Regions from separate parts of the Pan troglodytes genome. Here region 2 is linked to region 1. The links are chromatin contacts, called in public HiChIP or PLAC-seq maps. All regions are on one chromosome and are shown on one strand. The core of a region is the stretch at or near the end of the contact, and the rest is flanking DNA. Distances in the headings are between cores, read along the strand shown.

Region 1 (3,623 bases), core at 345-2,844:
GACCCTGGTCTATCTCTAGGCACCAGAAAATCCACATCCGAGGATCAGGTTATCCCCAGTCCCACCCTTTGCTGGAAAAAGCCAGGGTGTTGTTCCCCGCCCCCACGCGCGCGCGCGCGCACACACATGCACGCGCGCACACACACACCATCTTCACAACCCTTCCAAGAGAAAACCTAGAGTGTGTGTCCGTTTGGGTCTGGGAGGGTAGGATACAGTTATTTCGGGGGCCCCAATCTTGCCTTTAGGCTCAGCTGGGAGAAGGCGGGGCCCCTGCAAGGCTGCCCGGGAACTTCGGCCCCGCGCCCCGCGGGAGGGCTAAGAGAGGGCACGCACACCTTTACCAGCTTCGGAACGGCCCAATTAATAACTAATTTGCTCAGATACCCCACTCCAAGTAGAACTGACAGCCAAGGAGGGACTGGCTTTCCCTCTCAGTCTCCTAGGCTAGGGGACTCCTTCCTGCGCGCGGGCAGAGCCCCCACTTCCTCCCCACCACCGCGCCAGGCGCCCCCACCCCGTGCCCGGGGGAATCAGGTGTCCTCCCGGGCATCCAGCCCCCGCGGGTCCCAGACACTTACTTCAGGGACAGACAATGGGAAAACTTGCAGCCAGTGCCTTGAGCCCCCGAGGGAAAGAAATGGTGCCGCCCCCTGGGACAATAAGCGGGGGAGATGGCGTGGGACAGCAGACACCCCCCAGAAAAGCCACCCGCCCAGTGACCCCGCAGAGCCCGGAGCAGCGCCCCGGGTGAGCAGGTGACACTCCGGCCGGGAGCTCCCGCAGGTGGCCGGTGGCCACACTGCAGGGAAGGGCCGGGTGCCCGGCCCGAGGTGGAGGCGAAGCGCGGCGGCGAAGTCAGAGCGCGGCGGCCGGCGCCGCAGCCGCACCCCCGGCGTCCTACCTTCATGTCGCTGATGATGGTCTGGAAGAGGCCTCCGAGCGCGCTGCATTCCTTCTCAATCACAGCCTCCATTTTCCCGGCTCCGGCAGGGCGAGGGCACACACGCGGGGCCGCTGGACTGCGCGCGGGGCCGGGGCTCGCTCACCCCAGAAGGAATTTCACCTTCCGAGAGACCCACCTCGGACTCGCAGCCTCTTCTGCAGCGAGGACGGGGTGCACCAGACCGACTGTTCTCTGCCCAAAATAATAACAGTAATTTAAAAAGCCAAACCGCTCTGTAGGGTATTCGCCTACAAGCAGCGCTCGGCTCCTGGCCTTAAAAATGCCGGGAGAAGACTTACAATCAGGCCACCACTGGTGCCCACTACGGAAACGGCAAAGCCCATCTTGATGCAGAGAAAATCGCCCGCTGACCCGGGGCCAGCGCCATTGAAAAACGCAAGATTTTCCAATTTAATAAATTTTTCTGCAATTAAAAAAAAAATCGCCCAACAGCAGAGCGGGTCAGCTCGCGGCGTCCGGATCTGTTGCTCGCAGCTGCGGCCGCCGCCTCCTTTTCACTCCTGCGCGCCCGGCCCCGGCGCTCGCTCTGGCTGGGCTCCCGGGGACGTTCGGAGGGGCGCACGCGCGCTCGCGGCCGTGCGTCCGCCAAGCGGGGGCGCGCTCTCGCGGCCGTGCGGCCTCCGCACGCGGGCGGGGCTGGGAGCGCGCGCCCGAGAGGCGCGTGGGGCACCCGCCGCAAAGAGGAGCCTGCTGGTGTGCTGGCGGACAGGCGGCGCTGGGCCGGAGCCTCTCCCTCCGGTGCGCACAGCGCACCCTCTCCTCCCCCGGCCGCCCGTCGCAGCGCGGAGAGGGCGTGTCGGCACCCTGCCTGGCGAGCGCCCACCCTACAATGGCTGCGAGCGCGCGGGACGGAGGGTGCACCGCTGCTCCCCGGGGACTTGCACGGGTGGCGCGCCTAGCCCAGAGCCCGCTTGTAGTGAGCGCTCAGTAGGGCGGGAAAGCTGCTGCCGCTACTGCGGCCTTCTGAGAAGACGCCCATTTTCTGATGTCAGGACTGCATCGCCGAGTCCTGATTGCAAATAGCGAAATATATAATTAAGGAGAGTTCGGGGGCGTATCCTGCAATGGGATGCCGAGTTCGATAAAGTTGCAGGATGCTGGAAAAGTGGATTGATTTGCTGTTGCTAAATGAATGGAAACAGCGTTAGAGCTTCTGTCCACGATCCATCAGTCTATCGAGATTGCTGATTGCCTATGACTTGGACGGTTGATGGTTTTCAGGCCCACTGAGAGCAGCCAGCGTTGGTATAACCGCAGGGAGCCCTCCTGGGAGGTTGAACCTGCAGAGCGCAAATGTGCCCAGGTTGATTTGGGGCCTAGTGGTCCATTTTCACAGCTCCACTGCCTATCTGCATAACCAGGAGCCCTCATTCAGATGAACGCCAAATGGGCCAGAGGGAGGAGAATCAAATGAGCAACTTTTAAAAGATATTAAGACATAAGCACCTAACTCCGGACAGTTCCTTTAACCCTTGAGCTAACCATTTGAAGCACAAAACATAACAAAAGAAAAGACTGGGGGGAGTGGGGCCAAAAGAAACCAAGTGCAAAATTCTGTACACTTGTGTCAGATTCACTCCGTAATGGGAAAAGGTCTGGCTTTGAAAACTTTATGGATCAAAGGGATGCAAGGAGTTACACAGCACAGCTGCAGAAGATAATGTTCCCCTGGATCACTCTGCCCAACTCTTAACTGCAACCCACCTTCCCCATCCGTCTCCCCGAAATCACCCGGAAGGGTGTTACCTTCAGGAAGTAACTGATCTCTTGATCACCCCTGCTGGATCCTGTCCCCAAGGGCATTCGAATGCATCCGACTCATCTTCACCTTGCCAATAACGGGTGCTTGACACATCGTTTGCTGCCAATCATTATTGTGATTTTAATACTATTGGTATTCTAACTATCAAGATGACTGCTTGTAGAGCCAGATTGCCTGGATTCAAACTCCAGTTCACAACCTACTAACTGTATGCCTTTGGGTATGTTACTTAACCTTTCTGGGCCTCAGTTTCCTCATCCATCTGTAAATGGGGATAATGATGGCTTCTACCTGATAGGGCTGTTCTGAACATTACATGAGCTGATCGATGAAAGCACTTAAAGTGGTACCTGGCATCTCGTAAATAATCATTCGATAAATCTTATCAACAGAAGAAGCAGGGATGAGGCCAAGGCTCAGGTCCAGCCCTGGCCCCATTTCACTTCTGTAACATTGGTGTGCTGTACCAGGCACATTGCTGAGGGTCTACTGTGTGCATTCTGGGCATTTTATACGTATTATGTCTACTTGAAGGAAATTATCATTCTGGTCCTTGTTGCACTGTTGGAAGGAATCCAACCCTGGTTTTCTGACTTCCATGCCCCAGGTCTCTCTTTTACCCAGCCTCCTGAACTCCTGGGATAAGGGGCCTTAGCCCAGTGGACACTTGGTCTAGCTTTCCTGCCACATGCTTAAATTTCAATGCCCCAAATACCCCAACTTTAGCAATGTTTGCCAAAGCACACCTCTCTTGTGGCCTTTTTCCCTGGGCCTGACCACCAGGCCCTTGTCTCTCATGAGAACTCCTTGAAAGGGAGGCTGGAAAAGTGTTCCCAGATGCAGGAAAGTGGGAGTGACACCTGGCACTTTTTTTTTTTTTTTTTTGAGATAGGG
Region 2 (3,752 bases), core at 867-3,366, 270 kb after region 1:
GTTGGCCGGGCTTGGTGGTTCATGCCTGTAATCCTAGCACTTTGGAAGGCTCAGGCGGGAGGATCACTTGATGTCAGGAGTTTGAGACCAGCCTCGCCAACATGGTGAAACACTGTCTCTACTAAAAATACAAAAATTAGCCGGCATGGTGGCACGTGCCTCTAGTCCCAGCTACCCGGGAGGCTGAGGCTCGAGAATCGCTTGAAGCTAGGAGGCGGAGGTTGCAGTGAGCTGAGATTGCGCCACTGCACTCCAGCCTGGGCCACAGAGCGAGACTCTGTCACAAAAATAAAATTTAAAAATAATAAAAGAGTCAGCTGCTCCTCTATTATTTTAACAAAACAGAACTCACAGATACCAATAAGCAGTTTATTGAAGAATTCTCTTCAGGAAATGATTTCCCGTACATTGAACTGATTCTCTTTTCTGCAGTCCTTTTAAATTTGATGTCAGTTCAGACAGCCAAACTTACTGGTAACAGTGAGGAATATTGTAGAAGAAAGAATAAAAGTATTGGAAAGCAAGGCAGTTATTGATAATTATGCATACTGGGGAACCACAAGATTTGGAGACCAGGACTTTGACTTTTGGTTTCATCATTACGATTTAATCACAGCTGTGATTTAGTCAAGCCATTTAACCTCTTTAATTTTCATTTTCCTCATTTTAAAAATCAAAGTTGTTTTGAGGGTCAAGTGAACGCCTGTGCGGGTGTTTTACCAAATAATTATTTTATTAGCAGATAAAACATAATATTGGGGGTGAAAAGTTATAAGAGGTGCCATGTTTTTTAAACCCTGCCAAGTATCTGATAGAGAATTGCAAAGGATGTTCGAGTTCATGAAGAAGTTGCCTTCTCCCCGCAGAGGCAGAGTGACTTGTAACATCTGTAAAAGGTCACAGGCTGGTTAGCGGTAGCCAGAATCTGGGTCTCCTAACTCTAGTTGCCTAGTCTTGCTTTTATGCGCCAGTGTCGTTCATCATTCATTAAATACATATTATGGAGGATAAATTAAGGGCAGAGCATTGTGCTAGGTGCTTATCAGACACAGATCCTTCCCTTAGGGAATCTAGAGATTAAAAAGTATGAATAAAGTTATGTGACTTGGTGAAGGTCAATGGCGATTTGGTGGAAGAGGTGACAATGCAGCCACGCTCCAAAAAGCAGAAGGGATTTGCACCTATTATCATAGGGGTTAAAGAAGGAAGTCCAGAGTTAAGAAACAGGATGAGCAAAGACACTGAGGTCTTAAGCCTCAATAAATTTTAGGTAAGTTTCATCGTAGTATAATAAGGGCTGTCTCACTCCGAGACTTTTGCACACTTTTGCTCCCTCGGACTGCTTGTCCTGGACACCGTGTAACCTCCCCCTGGGCGCCTCACCAGACTTCTCCAGGCCAAGGGAAGGACCACCTCTTGGGTTTCCATGGCTCCCTCTCTAACCACCCCCTTCTCAGGACACCTATGACACGACTATTTGACTTCTTTGCCTCCGAGACCCCACCCCCAACGTTTCTGGTCTTGAGAGAACGGGCTGGGCGCATCCGTGTATCTCTAGCCTGAGCACCTGGAGCGTCCTCTCCTTTTCTTCTTAAGGCAAACGCCTACTCATTCTTCCAGCTTCAGCTGGAATGTCAGGCTCTCCACGCACTCCCGTCCGCCCTCTCCACATACACAGGGCAGGGAAGCTGTGTCTGATTCCTCTTTCGGACTCCGGGGACTGACATATCATAAGCGCTCAATAAATGCTAGCGGAATGAATGGAAACGTTCAGACCCGAGGCAGCGGATCACTCCAGGCTTCTCCTCAAAGCGAGCACACCTCAGTCCAGGGAGGGCGCAGGAGCTGGGGCTGCTGCGGTGAACCAACCCCAACCCCGACCCCGACGCCTATCCCGGCCCCAGGGCGCCTCCTAGGCGACCCCTGGCCCCACCCACGCCGGAGCCGGCCCGCGCCCATCCCCACGCCCCAACCCGCACCACGCAACATCGCCCTAGCGCCTTTCGGGGCGTCGCCGCGCAGGTTGCGCCGCCTCCGATTGGCCAAACGCGGCATAGCGCCATCTCGGCCTACCGCGCGGTGCGCGCCCTCATTGGCCGGCGGCGGCAGGAGCAGGGGTGGGGGGCGGGGCCAGCACGCGGGGCGCGCGGTATGGGCGGACTCGCGCCTGAGCCCCGCCCCCGGTCCATCGTCTGGGCCGAGCCCGCCCAGCCGGCTGAGACGCGTGGGGCCTGGCGGCGAGTAGGGGCGCGCGACGGTTACTCTGGTTACTGGGGCCGCGCCGCGCTGGCGAGAGCCGCCGCCCGCGAGGGATGCTGGTGAGGAAGCCGTCGGGAGCCGCCGCCGCCATCTGAGGGAGGTACCCTGGAAACCACCTTTTATCGGTGGGGAGGTGCAGTCGCGGTGGGCGGGTCTGGGGGCCAGCGAAGCGGGAGGCCTCTAAATCGCGAGGTTGGGGCTGCATTGCCCTGGAGCCGCACTCGAGTCCGAGGCCATCTTTTGTTGGAGAAGGCGTCGGCGCTGGCGTTTTCCCGAGGTTGGGCTGTACAGTGTCTCCGTCCGCGGAAAAAGAAGCCTCTGAACCCGCGCCGGCCCGCAGCCCCCGTGCCTTCCGGCCGCTGCTCGCCGTCGCCAGAGGCGAGGCCACGTTTCCCCCAGTGCCGAGGTGTTTCTGTGACCCTCCCTCCACTCCCATTCCCTTCTGAAAGGGCACCTGCTCTTGGTGAGAAAAGAAATTATAGCACGAAGAGCCAGTATCAGAAGAGTATCCATCACCCGCAGCAACCGCTCAGGGAACACCATCAAAAAAGAAAAAAAGGGAATATCTGGATTGCCTGGGCGAGGAGGAGCGAGTCTGCTCGGGAGCTGTTCCAGCAGGCGATTTTTAAATACTGCTTTCTACGTCCTATATAACTTGGCTTCACATACTTTTACACTAACTTTATATGATTTTTAAAAACTGGTCTGATCGGACTTCTCGTCCTGGGACACTGTTTACTGGAGTCTGGCCGGCTCCCCGTGCTCCTTTTGGTACCTCATTTTGGGGAGAACCTTAAACCCACCCGAGCAGATAATCTCCGCCTTGACCGGTGCCACCAAAGAAGCCTTGGAACCATGTGGACTTTTCTGGGCATTGCCACTTTCACCTATTTTTATAAGAAGTTCGGGGACTTCATCACTTTGGCCAACAGGGAGGTCCTGTTGTGCATGCTGGTGTTCCTCTCGCTGGGCCTGGTGCTGTCCTACCGCTGTCGCCACGGAAACGGGGGTCTCCTCGGGCGCCAGCAGAGCGGCTCCCAGTTCGCCCTCTTCTCGGATATTCTCTCAGGCCTGCCTTTCATTGGCTTCTTCTGGGCCAAGTCCCCCCCTGAATCAGAAAATAAGGAGCAGCTCGAGGCCAGGAGGGTAGGTTGATTTCAAAGCGGGCAGATGAATGAGTGTCTTATTTAGGAGTAGGATTGGGTTCACTCAAATATAAGTTTTATTTGAATTGCAAAAGGCGGCAGGTTAGATGCTTGTATACATTCTCATGTATTATTTTAAACTCTTTGCTGTGCCTTGGTTACATCTTTGACCTTCTTAAGAATGAGTGAAAACATTTGTTTCATTTAGCATTGGTTGAGCCTCAGATGGAGGTTGGATATTTGGTTATGAAAGATGGAACGAAATGTTAGAATTTCATTTTGAAGGAGAAGAACAACCACTTTCCATGACGAAAAAGTTTTTAAAAAGTTCTTGGGTAAGGATTGGAT

The links. HiChIP or PLAC-seq counts read pairs in DNA pulled down with a chosen protein or histone mark.
Region 2: a contact with region 1 is called in an H3K4me3 HiChIP or PLAC-seq map of stem cell-derived excitatory neurons, with 7 times the contacts expected there. The contact joins the promoter of SQLE here to the promoter of MTSS1 in region 1. A contact is called at or near these places in 1 of 7 Hi-C or Micro-C datasets (stem cell-derived neural progenitor cells) and 1 of 1 datasets of contacts at active chromatin or transcription factors (stem cell-derived excitatory neurons).

Annotation. Positions count from the first base shown.
Region 1 is chr7:135,055,628-135,059,250 of NHGRI_mPanTro3-v2.0_pri, forward strand. MTSS1 (MTSS I-BAR domain containing 1) reads right to left here and starts at 1,595. Exons shown (of 14, transcript XM_063816552.1): 1 at 905-1,595. The coding sequence starts at 976.
Region 2 is chr7:135,326,387-135,330,138 of NHGRI_mPanTro3-v2.0_pri, forward strand. It overlaps SQLE (squalene epoxidase), which reads left to right and starts at 2,117. Exons shown (of 11, transcript XM_009455896.5): 1 at 2,117-3,405. The coding sequence starts at 3,115.